Linked DNA regions of Mus musculus: all the other regions are linked to region 1. Evidence: chromatin contacts called from public Hi-C and HiChIP or PLAC-seq data. All regions are on one chromosome and are shown on one strand. Each heading gives the region's core, a stretch centred on a gene start, on an enhancer-like site or on the middle of the called end of the contact. The rest is flanking DNA. Distances are from core to core; before and after follow the strand shown.

What was found. A called contact is a pair of places that touch in the nucleus more often than the background predicts. HiChIP or PLAC-seq counts read pairs in DNA pulled down with a chosen protein or histone mark.
Region 2: a contact with region 1 is called in a Hi-C map of cortical neurons, with 4 times the contacts expected there. The contact joins two enhancer-like sites. A contact is called at or near these places in 4 of 484 Hi-C or Micro-C datasets (cortical neurons, embryonic fibroblasts and embryonic stem cells) and 2 of 115 datasets of contacts at active chromatin or transcription factors (embryonic forebrain and neural tube).
Region 3: a contact with region 1 is called in a Hi-C map of cortical neurons. The contact joins two enhancer-like sites. A contact is called at or near these places in 2 of 484 Hi-C or Micro-C datasets (the HL-1 cell line and cortical neurons) and 2 of 115 datasets of contacts at active chromatin or transcription factors (embryonic forebrain and forebrain).
Region 4: a contact with region 1 is called in an H3K27ac HiChIP or PLAC-seq map of heart atrium, with 6 times the contacts expected there. The contact joins two enhancer-like sites. A contact is called at or near these places in 2 of 484 Hi-C or Micro-C datasets (both in uterus) and 1 of 115 datasets of contacts at active chromatin or transcription factors (heart atrium).

The regions. Positions count from the first base shown.
Region 1 is chr13:81,942,858-81,946,166 of GRCm38.p6, reverse strand. No RefSeq gene overlaps it. Among named protein-coding and RNA genes, the nearest start is that of Gm41009, 57 kb to the left of the region's middle. Within about 2 kb of position 1,651, at least 50 of the 459 cell types and tissues checked have an H3K27ac peak or open chromatin away from gene starts, as enhancers often do. A contact at or near this core is called in cortical neurons and heart atrium, where this site is marked.
Region 2 is chr13:82,391,523-82,394,831 of GRCm38.p6, reverse strand. No RefSeq gene overlaps it. Among named protein-coding and RNA genes, the nearest start is that of Mir3961, 310 kb to the left of the region's middle. Within about 2 kb of position 1,716, at least 8 of the 459 cell types and tissues checked have an H3K27ac peak or open chromatin away from gene starts, as enhancers often do. A contact at or near this core is called in cortical neurons, where this site is marked.
Region 3 is chr13:82,353,672-82,356,980 of GRCm38.p6, reverse strand. No RefSeq gene overlaps it. Among named protein-coding and RNA genes, the nearest start is that of Gm24295, 300 kb to the right of the region's middle. Within about 2 kb of position 1,455, at least 6 of the 459 cell types and tissues checked have an H3K27ac peak or open chromatin away from gene starts, as enhancers often do. A contact at or near this core is called in cortical neurons, where this site is marked.
Region 4 is chr13:82,257,120-82,260,428 of GRCm38.p6, reverse strand. No RefSeq gene overlaps it. Among named protein-coding and RNA genes, the nearest start is that of Gm24295, 210 kb to the right of the region's middle. Within about 2 kb of position 1,593, at least 11 of the 459 cell types and tissues checked have an H3K27ac peak or open chromatin away from gene starts, as enhancers often do. A contact at or near this core is called in heart atrium, where this site is marked.

The DNA.
Region 1 (3,309 bases), core at 402-2,901:
ATGCGCTGACTTAAAAAAAAAAAATCACATAAAAAACAACATCTTTGCTACAGAGACGTTTTTAACAAGTATTACAGAAAGAGCACCAGCTACCAAAAAGAGTTGCCAGGGCCAGAAGGAGCCATCAATCGAAACAGTTTACATTTCAAAGTTTTTCCAAGAAGAGTGAAAAACGTCTCCCTTCCTTGATGGGAAACAGGAGGAGCTGTAGTGAAGAATCTATTAGCTGCCTTCTTACTCCCCGCTTCGCTCTCCAGAGCAGCCCTTTAACCCTTAGCCTTGCCAACAGGTTAGAGGGAGGGAAGGCAACGCTTGCCTCCCCTGGGGTCCCTGCCCTCTGCCGCTTGCAATGCGGCAGATAAATTCCTCATCTTTGTGAGCGTTCATTGTTCAAGGAGGAGCCTTTTCATTCTGGGGACTCTGCACGATCTCGGGTCACCTTCAGTTCTCCATACCGTGCTCCTCGATGTCGCTTAAGGAGCGATCCTCCCAATCAGCCAGAGGATGCCTTTTCTACTGGAGATAATCCAAGAATTCTCTTATTTATCTCCACTTCATTTTTGACCTGGGAATGGATGGTAACAATGGTATATTTTAATCAAAACTCATATGTGTGCTTTAATTGTTATAATATAGTAAGAAAAGTTTGCATGTTTGTCTCTGTTGGAGTGGGGCGAACCACACATTCTACCATCGAAAAACAAATTTTAAAAGGTGCAAAATTAACACACATACTTTTGTTTGGGGCTTTCAAGTTTTTATTTGCTTTTTCATTTTATTTGTAATCATAAAATCTGATTCTTCTGAATACACTAGAGTAAACTGCCCATTTTTATTTTCAGTAACTAGAAGAGAGGCAAATATAAGTACTAAATCAAGGGGGGGGGAATTAATTTCACAATTAAGTCTTGGGGCTAAAGATAAAAACACTGAGAACCTTTTGTCACTAACTGATGTTCCATTCTGTAGTGCTTGTAATTTGTTCATTTTCCTTCCTACAACATGCCCAATATGCCAGCAATCCTACCATTAGACTCAAATGTGTCACTACATACACATGACCAACGGGAAATGGGTACAACCATAATGAAGATGCAGATAGCCAGAAGCAGTGCTAAGACCTTTGTCTTAGACTGAATGTAAATACAGTAGGAGCAGGAAAACGAAGGCGTAGGGAGCTTCTAATTTTTGTACATACAAACAAATGCTGTTCATCATATCTGCAAAAAGTAGACTTTCTTAGATTGACTTATTGACATAAATTACACAATATCTCTGGAAATCGTCAACAGTTTCTATATCAACATCCCTTGCAAATACCATTGGTTCTCAGTGAACTCCTTCTGACCTCCTGGTCCGAGGCTGTCACTGTGTGATGTACATAATTCTCTCAACACTGATCCATTACCTCTGCCCAGTGTTGGGGGTCAGGCCAATAGTGTAAAGTCAAAGATAATTAGCAGCCCTATCAATAACCAGTTACAGGATCTCCGCCCAAGTGACAGGACAGAAAAGCCAAGAGAGGACATCGCATTATAAAGTGAGAGAGATGTGCCGACATCTTCTCTGGTTCAAGCGGCTGCTATGGACTATCAGCATCACCAGGAGACCTCACTACATTAGCATAAATTCAAATGACAAATGCACAGTGCTATTCAGAGACTCATTAATTTGCAGTGGGTGCCGTGCTCATGACATATTAGTGCAAAATTCAAATGTCTTTGTAGCAATGCGAATTTAGTTGTGAGACCAAAGTCGCTAAAATGAAAATGTGTGGGTTTTTTTAGCAGTTTATTAAATTATGAACTGTGATGACTATATCCGTGCATCTTTTTAAGCAGATGAGGTCCAGCGTGCTCCAGCGGCAAACGCATGGTTTGTGTTGATATTTTCCCTTCAGACAGTTTCCTCGCAGCAGATCAGACTGTCTGCTCTGAGCTCTTGCTGCATACGGGCTGAGAGCGCCCCCTTCTGGACAAATGACAATGTCACTTGAAAAAGAAGACCAGACCATTTATTGTTTTCCTTTCTTATTTTTAACAGAATTTGATATAAAGAATTTCAGGGCCCACCTCAAACCCAAAGAAACCAGCTTGGAATCATTTGTTGTAATAAGAGAATACAACAACTTTCTATGAAACGCCCAAGCATCACCCACTGTCGAAAGTGATCTACAATTATTTTGTATGGCACTTTTTTCTCTAACATCTCACAAAATTGTCCTTAAAAATAATGTCCTGGTTTATATATGCTAAGAAAATAAGCAATGAAATATTGTTAATCATTGTATTCTTGCTCCACAATATCATGGAAAAATTACAATTACTAGGAGTTTGTTTTATCGCTTTAAAAAAAAAAGCAAGCATATCCACAGAGCCTTTTCAACAAAGCAACCACATATGTATTGTATGCATCTCAGTTAAGGAGACAATGAATAGACAGGGTAAAGGTTGACTCACATCTGGTCCAGATGTGGATAGTGAGTTTTCCTGTTTCACAGATGGTAACATCCGCCCAGTTACTTCATTACTCAAAATAGCCTTATCAATAGTGTGTTTCAAATACTAACATACCCCACAATATTAAAAACACTGCTCTAATCAGTAAAATAATGACATGAAGAGAGTTAATCTTCTCTGCAGGAATAACATAGCAAAAAATGTACAATATCAGCCTCTGTGTTTCTCGGGGTTCAGGGTTCTAATCTTGTTGCAGCAGAGTTACACCCCAGGTTTATGAAGTAAACACTCATCAACTCATGTTGATGTTTAATAGTAATAAATGTATATATATATATATATATATGTGTGTGTGTGTATGTATATATATATATATATATATATATATATATATATATCAGTCCTCAGTGGAAGGGCCAACTTGTCAAATAGTAACACACATCTGAATAAATTGGAAATCATATTAATATTTGGAAATAATTTTTAGAATAATAAAAATTTCAGAAATAAGAAATACACACCTTTCAGCCATTTGAAGTAACTAACCTCCACTGGTGTATTAGGAGTCTTCGCTATCAGACTCTTATGTTTATCATGCTTTAAGCTTTACATAAATTACATAAAGTAGAGGGGGAGTCATGGCAAACTATTAATGCTTACGGGCCTAGTGATGTACTTCCTATGCATTTATGATAAGTGCAGGAAAGAAAACCTTCAAAAGAAAGATATATAGTTTTAAATTCCATTATCATAATATCATTAAAGCTGTGCATCATTTTCAACAATTAAAAGTAAGATCCTAGTCATGTATTTTACTTACTGAACGCTGAGTTAGTCTTGAGATACTTAG
Region 2 (3,309 bases), core at 467-2,966, 450 kb before region 1:
TTTTTAAAATCATAACTCTAACAAGGCAAGCCATGTTCTTTACAACTGATCATTAAGTTACAACTGGTCTATTGAGATTAAGAACAGATTTGATTTTTAGCAGTGTCATGTAAACTTCATGAAACAATGTTCACTTTGAGTTTTTGTTATCTTTCACTTAGTACATTTCTCTGGTTATTATATTCTGTTCCCATGTGAGTCGTTTGTTACTCTTTTCTGCTGATCTATGCTCCATTGGATATAGTTAGCCCACTTTCTGTATTCATACACTAACTGACAGACATTGCATTGCTTTCCCCTTAGGTCTCCTCAAGATAATGATTTTATAAGCATAAGAAGTAAGCATTTATAGGGACATAGATTTTAAGTAAATACTTAAGACTGAAGACATTTGGTTAGTCACATATTTCCTATGACTAATAATTTTAAATTCTCTACAGTTTGAATCATATAGCTTTAATTTTTTGGTCAGAGATCAATCCCACTGAATAATTGTAGCTAGAAAGACTGCTGGCATTTTTGGTGAAATTTGTATGGTTACATATTCAATTCCAGCCTGACACTATAACTTAACCAGATCCTCAATAGGAAGGCAGCATCTTTTAATATTTGTTTGATGGTGAGAACAAAGTAGTTATCTTGTAGGAGGCTCATGTGAACAGTACCTAATAATACACTCATAGTATTGACACAAAACCTGTCATAGAAAATGTTTATTCTTATTCATTGAACTGAGGGTTCTAAAGGTCTATTGAATTTACATATTTACCTTTAACAAGTACATTTCTCTGTTTTTAGATCTCAATCATGAAACTTCCTTTCCACCAAGAAATGCTTCTGCAATGCTGGATCTTTTCTAACTGTCCATCATCTAAGTCTGAGATATGAACTTTGTAGTGATACTTTTAGATCTCAGAAATCTGGAAGGTAAATAGAATGCTAAAGGAAGGCCAATAGCAAAGGAAGGCAAAGATGATGAGGACAACGTGCAATGACTTTATATATGAGGCAGAAACATGCACAACGCATGAAGAAAAGAAACTAAAAATATCTGTGTTGTTATAAAAGAAAGCAGAGCCAAAGCAATTTGTCTGTGCTTCTTTCCCATCTGTGTGGCTCCTTCACTTACACAGCCAACGTGGATGAATCTGATTTGCTTTCCTGCTATAAAAGTTGTGGCTTAGCTACGAGCTATTCTGCAATGACTAGATAAAGACATCTTTACGTAAATACTGTATATATCTCAATTTAACACATATGCTTTGTACGTGTGACTTTGTACACACACCCTGTCTTTCTATCTTCAGGTAATATGTGAGTTCCTGAAAAATACCTGAAGGAGAATGTTTTTTAGAGCTCAGGAAATTATGCTATGTTTTGTGTGTGTGTGTGTGTGTGTGTGTGTGTGTGTGTGTGCGCGCGCACGCGTGCCGTCAGAAAAGAAATATATGTACTATGGTCATTGTCATTAAATAAGAAAAAAGAAGTTAAAATGACTTGATTTTTTCCAGTGTTGCTAGGTGCAATCAGGAAGAGAGGTGGTTCCCCTCATGTTCAGATAGCCTTTCTCTCAGACTAGTGTTTCAACCAGATGACCACTCTTGCTGTAAACATTTGCCCTGGCTGGATTTTCCTATTCTGGATGATTGTCTGCCTGGCAACAAGAAGACAGAAGCACAAAGCCAAAATATCCTTATGTGGGCATAGCTGCCTCTCATGGCAGAGCCAATTTGGATCCTATCCATTGGCAGGGATGTCCCAGAAGCAGCCAATTTTAGTTCAGTCTCTTTTAAACTATGGATTGTAAACAAACAGTAGGATTTTCCACAGTGGAAGGGAGATTAGTGAGAAGAGATGGAGTAACTAAAGCTAGCCACTAGTTCACCAGAAGAATGGGGGATTGACAATCAGCTAGAAACTCCAGCTACTCTAGAATACGATAGTGCTTTAAGTTCACAAACTTATGTAGTCATTTCTTTCCTTTTCTTTCCTATTCTCTGAATTTTCATACACCCCCTTTTCTTGGCTGTTAATGTGAAGCAGAAGGTCAAAACTAGAGAACTTCAATGGTCTCATGCTGAGTTGTAAGTAAGTGATAGACTCACATTGACTGGTTTTCAGATAATTCATGTCTTCATGAATCTCACAAATAGTTTTTCTAGACTATCTTGAAGAAACATCGATGGTTAGATTCAATACAGTCTAAGGAAGTTTGAGTCACATTCTCTATATGGATCCTGCCTTCTGGAATCAAGCTCAACATGTCACATGTTGCAATGCAAGCAGTGTCAGAAGACCAAGAATTTGTCCATGTGGTCCAGGGAGGACAGAGAGGCCCTTTTCCTACCTGACTGTAGGATTAAAGCAATATCCTTGAATTCAGTGGCTCCTGGCTTCATCTTAGACAAACAAGAATAACAATAATGTTTACTTATGATATCTCTTATATAGTATAAGAACTACAAACTTCCAATACTCAATACAAAAGCAATTGCGAGTTATATCATTAATTCATTATTATGATATCAAAGTAAATATTACATTACTGATAACTGAGTCACAATAGCATTGTCAGCAAAACAATTTGGCTTAGTAATTGCATAGTGAACTAGGGTTTCTTTCTTTTTACATCTTCTTCAATAATTGTGAGATTTCTTGATCATATAGATATAATGACTAGGGTGACTAGGGTACAGCAGTTTCTCAAAGTAGTTTTAATTTAAATTACTCCATGACTAATGATATTGAGAATCTTTAAAAATGGTTACTAGCCCTTTGTGCTTCTTATTTTGAAAAATGTCTATTCAATTGATTTGTCCATTTGTTGACTGGCAGCTTTGTTTACATAATACCTAAATTCTGTAACTTACACTCAGATGTCAGAAGGAGGCCAATCTTTGTGAATTTAAGCCCAGGATCATCTACAACATAACTTCCAGGCCAGTCAGAGCTGTTTGAAACCATGTCTCAAAAAATAAAGGGGAAAAAAAAACTTTAATGTACCTTGTATTGTCAGTTACAAGTAAAATAACCACATTTGAGCTACTCCTAATTTTTTATATGATATGAGTTAACAAAAAGCCAACTACCCTGTCAGAATCAATTTTTATATACTTGAATTTTATTTATTGCAGAAGAATTTACATGTAGCTAGAAATGAAATTACACTTTCTATGTTGGACTTAGTTGTTTAGATTACAAAATAAAATAGCTTGTTGTAGATGACCCTCACCCAGTATCTCTGCCATTCTTCAAAGATCGTATACCACAAAAGCTGATGATCACTATAGCTAGTTAATGTCTAAAGGT
Region 3 (3,309 bases), core at 206-2,705, 410 kb before region 1:
ATTATTCTGCTGATTATCTATATTACTACTAACATATAGGGGTTGGGAGGGAAAGGTTAAAATAAAACAATATCCGTGAATTAAATTGCATACAGGGTGGCCTAATTAGCTTGTACCCAATTAGTGTACCATTGGGCTATCCAGCTTTTCTCTATTCTCTTTCATTTTCCTAACCATCACTGTACGTGTCCTATACTTTTTTGGAGCACCATAATCTATATGATTTTGAAGACTTAATATCCCTACTAAGATACACTACAGCATCATGTAAGACCTAACCTTAAGCAAGTTATACCTGGGAGAGCTGACTAATTAGGGTCTGAATGTTGGTGTTCCAATGCTTCCCGCTATTGATTGCTCAGTTCCTCTGCCATTTCAAGACGGTACTGCATCAACTCAATTCAGTCAGAACAGGAACATCACACAAAATGTATCTTCATGAATATTTTATTCAATTGATTTAAGCAAGATTTCAGAAAGACTCCAATGCCAGTCTTGGTTTCTGCATATAGAATAACTTTTGTAAAGACAATTATATACAATTTATTTCAATGAAGATATAAAGTCAATCCTTAAGGTACACAATACAATCTGTGAATTTCTTAAGACAAACTGCACATCCACATATTAACCTTCATCAAATGATGAAATATTGGCTGTCTGAGTGTGTCAGTGACTTTCAGTTTAGTTATGCTTTACCATACATCCCAAATGTTCTTATGGAAATGAATGACACTGGTTTGCCCATGAAACAACTGTCATAAACTAGAGTTCTAAATATTCAATACTACTTGTCAATGAATTATCTACTAAATATTTCTAAAACAATCTATTGAAAACAATGGAAATATAAAATTGTATATGTATCTATACACGCATCAAAGTAAAAAACAGGGTTAAGTACACTCCATGCTCTTAAATCCAAGCAAAGTCATTTGAGATTTAAAAAAAAAAAAAGGCTGGGAATCATAGTGTAAACTTTCTCATGGAAGTAGCTTTCCCTTACACTCTTGTCTAAGTGGTTTCCCAGGACAAACTCCTGCCTTATGTAGCTTTTGCAATTATTAACACCAATAATTTCTGTTCTTTGCACATTCCAAATTTGGGTCTATTTTATTTGTCCTTCCATGAATTGTAAAGATCAGATATCTCTATTTAAGAGCTCCAGGTTTGATATTCAGTCTCATTCATTATAAATCTTTCCCAAACAATTTAATTTCTGGATAATAAGCCTTAGGACATTGGATGCAGAGCTCTCTGGGCTGCTCTCTGTGATCTGGCTAAGGAATCTGTTTTTCCCTCTTGTAGTTCCTGTCCCAACTCAATCACAAAATCAAAGGAAAGTTGTCATAGAGCAAGAGGCTTTTTAAACCTCAGATTCTTCTCCTAGCTGAACTGTTCCATTTATACATCTTGGCAGTAGTCATTAGCAGTGAGAATCCTAAGGAGACAACAAAAGAAAATGTGCAAGTCTTTTTTCAAGAGCTTCTGAAGTGTTGAAAAGTGTTTCTATTTAAAAGCTCCTGACAATGATTGGCAGGATCTGAGGAAACCTCACAAGATGAGCCCCACCCTCTAAAAATTAGTGCCAGAATAGCAGTGAACACCTAATTCATTCTTACCACAATTGATGTATTACAAGCTAATTGCTATTTGGTGGCCCCTCTTAAAGGCCACAAGATGAAACTGAACACAGCACAGACCAGTGCCGAGCAACTGTAAGGGTTGCCAAGTCTCCACAATTCGGAGAAATGTAACATCACATATTCAACTGACAAGGGAAACTTGTATTGATTGATTGAGTGATTACTAACAGGCCCATTAGCCCAGTGTCTTCCTACAGTTCTTGACACTTAAAATACTTTTAAAAAAATCAGACAGACCTAATTTAAAATTTAGGGGACTTAACATAAAGGGAGAGCAGAGGTGTATATATCCATTCAATTTACTCAGACAGAAAATACAGAAGGAAATGGAAATTACAGTCAATTCAGAATTGACATAATGAAGCCAATTTACATTTGATGTAATAGATGTTTAGAATATAAATGATATACATAGCAAAATCATAACTACTGACAATGAGATTCAGTATTACCTCTGATATTTCTTTGTTTTATACTAACATCCAGTAAATTACAAATATAAATAAGAATTTAAAAATTAATCAGAAATTTTACCAGTCAAGTAATTGCACTTAGGCCCTATACAAATATGGTTAGGCTTTGCTGGGTAAGTAATCCATACCTGGAGGTCCCAAAGTAACTATCTGCAAAGTTAATTCTGAGTAGTGAAAGTTGGTGGTCATTATCATCATACCATGGAGAGGAAAGCAAAAATGGGACTCTGACATTTATCATCAAAAGCAGCACATGGATCTATGACTCAGTTGTTAATGCATTCTTATGTAGCAATCAAGAAGGATGCTGTTCTGAGTCATTCAGTTTGCCATCCAGGCAAATGTACATTTAATCCAAATAAAGAAAGAAATTATTTGGAAATAGAGAGTCCGAGGAGATGAAAGACTCACACGTGCTCAAACAGCTAGACTTCAAATGCTACATTATAAAATATATGCCTAATCAGACAAAGAGAAAAAGAGTCATCCCTTCACAGGGGAAAGTTATATTTAGGTACTAGGTTTCTGTTGAGATATACCACAAAGGTTCAAAAAAGCTTTGTAAAGAAATTGAGTGGTAGAATATAAATTGCACGTTGAATTTGGTTTTTCTATTCAAACAAGAATTCAACAAAGACTGATGCATGCTAAAACATTGCCATTGTGCAGAGATGGGGTCACAAGTTAAAAGAACCTGATAATTAAAACATGTTCAGGAACAGGCTGAGCAACTTGGACTCAGAGCACAGTAAGAATAATAAAACTGCATTGTACTGTAGTTATAGGACTCCTTTATTCATTCTCTCAGCAGATAGTTATTTTTCGATCTCATTTTCCCCTGTTAACCTAAGACACAGGCCAGAATCCTGTTCTCTGGAGCTCTCCATGTGTTCTCAGATGGGTGCCTTTATGTAATTCCAATTGGCATTTTAAATATGGCTTATTCTTTTGGAATCCAAGGGACCTTCCCCTCACTGAAACCCTTGGATTAAGAATAATCTTATTAGTGGGAGAAATCTAGGCATATTACTGGTTTGGATTGATAGTAATTAGATTTGTATTTCATCATATTTCTATGCATGAACTTCTTTGTCGTTCAAATCCATGAGTCATGTGGCAATTCTTCACAGTTTTAAGTGGGGTACTTATAATGATTCATTGATGTCACCTCAAATCAACTTAGCACAAAT
Region 4 (3,309 bases), core at 344-2,843, 310 kb before region 1:
GCTCATAAATCTTAGCAATGCACTTGTTGTATACTGCATATTACTCCTGGCAAGTGGCCCCAGTTCCCCCTTCCCTGTTAGTGGTATAGGCTTACTACAAGTTCTGATAGCTTATAACTCTGATAAGTCTTATATATCAATTTCAATGCATTACAGTTGAAATAATGTTCTCCAGTCTCAATTTGTTTATTAATGTTCTTTTTCTTCTACTTTCAATACCAAAATTATACACATTTAAGTTACACTATGTATTTTGAAACAAATGTAGATTTTTATGCACCCTATATAATAGCCATTTGGGGATACAACACTTTAAACATTCTTCTGACACAGTTTACATGTTAATATGTTATTGCTAACTTTAGACATCATGTTGTACAGAGACCTTCAAAACTCTTCCATCCCATAACTGAAAGTTTGTACCTTTAGATGTTCTTTTTAAAATAGAATTTCTAAATTCTTCTCAAATTCCAAGAAAACAACTATAACAAATATAGAAATCCTTTAAGGTTTTGCTGTCCTTTAAAATACAAGTCAAGGATCAATTATCAAAACAAACTCATTCCATTAATCAGTTTACCAAGGTGCAAATTGTTTATCAGAACACAATGCCAGGGAGGCTGCTTTGTTTAATGACAATCCTAACAGCAAGAATCCCTGGGGCAGGAAGCAAGTAATCAAGACTCCATCTCTGACACTTTAAGATTCTGGCAACAGTCTATTCTGATGCATGGTTACAAGGAGACCTTGTGCAGAAAACAATACACTGAAATAGACTGGACTGGTTATGAAACAATAAACTTAATATAGCTCTGGACCTGAACACAAATTTGCAATTTTTGCCTTCTAGGATCAAGTTTAATGCTCTAGACTGTTTCAAACATATTTTTATTGCCTACTTTGTGCACCTGAATACTCACAACACACACACACACATTTTTAGATAAAATTTCAAAATACATGAGAGTGTCCATGGAGGTTCATGAAGCCATTAAACTCAAACTTGAACTACTAAGCACTTGATCTAGACATAATTCAGGTAGATGCTTGAATGTATTCATGTACTTACTCTGTGTTAGGAGAAATGTAAAATACAAAACAGAAAAAAGTTATAATAATGCCAGAAACATACTAGCAAGATATTACATCCATGTGGAATATTATGGGAAAGTCAGATGATTTCAGATGAAGAGTGGACTAAAGAACTGGCTGTGAACTGACGTTCCAGCAGAAACAGCAGCACGTACTCAGGAAGGACATAGAGAATGCCCAACATTGTGCTGAGGGACAGTGAGTCCACCATCTGGCCTTAAATCAGGAGCATTGAACTATGAGTTGTTCAATACAAATTGAGAAGACAGGTTCAGGCCCAATTATGGAGATAAATCCAGCCTTCCAAAACCAATTTGTTTTATTTTTTTTATTGCTGTCTCATGACTAAGAGAGTGCTCTCAGAGTTACATGATGATCAACATCTCCTCCAAGTTAGAGGTGGGGTCAGGAATGCTGGGAAGAGGTCAGGGTCACTCCAAGACTGACACAGGGAATGACAGAGAGTCCTGTTTCCCAGTCCAGCCATCTCCCAGCCAAGATACACTGCAGCCTCCCTCTTCTTTCCCAGGTTTCAAAGTCTTGCTGTGGAATGACTGGCTGGAAGCTGGAACTGCCCCATATTTTTTCCTCTCCCTGTGACAGAAAAGAAAAGAGATGAGGGCCAGTGAACTTTAAACTTCCTGATAACTATAATGTGGGAAAGTGCCATTTTTAGGTTTACATGAAGGAGCTACCTCTGAGAATGGCCTCTTGGCCTGCGAAAAACTAGAAACATCCCAGGAAGTCACTGCAATGTTGTAGTACTGTGAGAAATTGTATAAAAATAAACATTGGATTATTTCAGGCCTAGTCCCTTGAGAAAATGAGCCAGAATTACTCAGAACTACTAGCCTAATCTTGACAGAACAGAGGAAATTAACAACTGAAGCCAGATTTTTTCCCCTTCTAAAAAAACTGGAGGTGGAAACTATTTATGATATTTTGGAAAATACAAAAGTATCAGGTTAACTGTGTGATTCAAATGACCTTGAGCACAAGATGGCTGATGGTGCTGAGAAAAAGCAGAGGGGACCACCACCTGGGAAAGGTGTAAGCTGAACACCAGACTCAGGAGAGCCTGAACCACACAGTTCAAGGAGCATCAGCTCCGACCTCTGAAAACTTGAACCTCTGGAGCTTGATGGGTTTTCTTAAAGATTTGCTTAGATATTTGTTTTTCCTTGGGAGAAATAAAGATATGAAGGCAGAAAGGAAGCACACTCGGTCACTACGTCACTATGGGAACTCTCCTCAAACATGACCAAGAAAGGATTTCCTTCCTACTGACAAATAATTTCCCACTGAATCTCTGGTTTAAAGGAAATCTACTCACTGAAAAAGCCAAAATCAATCCAAGATTTAAGTCATGTTACCTAAACAATAGCTCAGAGTCCAGTGTTGAAATGATAAAAGGCAGTGTAATCTCTTTCTACAATTTAATAAATCAACACTGTATTGTTCTAATTTTGCTTTAGGGACTTAGTAGCTTCTCTATATAGGCAGACTCCTGGGCCCGTGATATCCTGGCTTTTATCTTTGTATGGGACAGAAATAATCTAGAGACACAACCTGGAGAAGAAAATGAAGACATAGTGCCCCAATTCTTTACAGCTAACTTGAACCTCAAAATCCCACATGGACTTTTATGAAGAAAGGCTTTCTACTGCTAAAAGTGGCTAAACAAACAATTTGAATCTATTACATCTACATAATCTACTAACTCAGAAAATAAAGAGAAATATGAATAAATTTTTGTGCTATAATTTGGGAAAGGATTCACTCTTCACATCTTCATTACCTATGATAGTTAAATCCTCAAGAGAGGCAATGCTAACATAGTGTTGCTCACAACTACTAGCCTAGCTGCAAGAGAGGGCATTTCTTTGAGAGGAATGTTAAGGAACAATTTAGAGTAGAAGGGGCACCATGGAAAGCCCTACACTCTCAAGCTATGTCCCAGCTATAAGAGATAGGAGAAATGATCCAGATACAAGGAGAATTAGCCATGAAAGGGCTTTAAATAGAGCATAGTGTTGAGAAGTTTTAAGCCACAGTTATCAATAGAAAATTTTACAGTAGGTAGAGTATGGAGTCCTGCTTATGCCTTTCCATCGACTGAAGGTTTCTATGGGTCAAAGAATAAAGCATATCTCAAGGGCTGAACTCATATTTGGTGTACCAGGTTGGCAGGGTGTTCCTGGAAAGTAGTCTAAATGA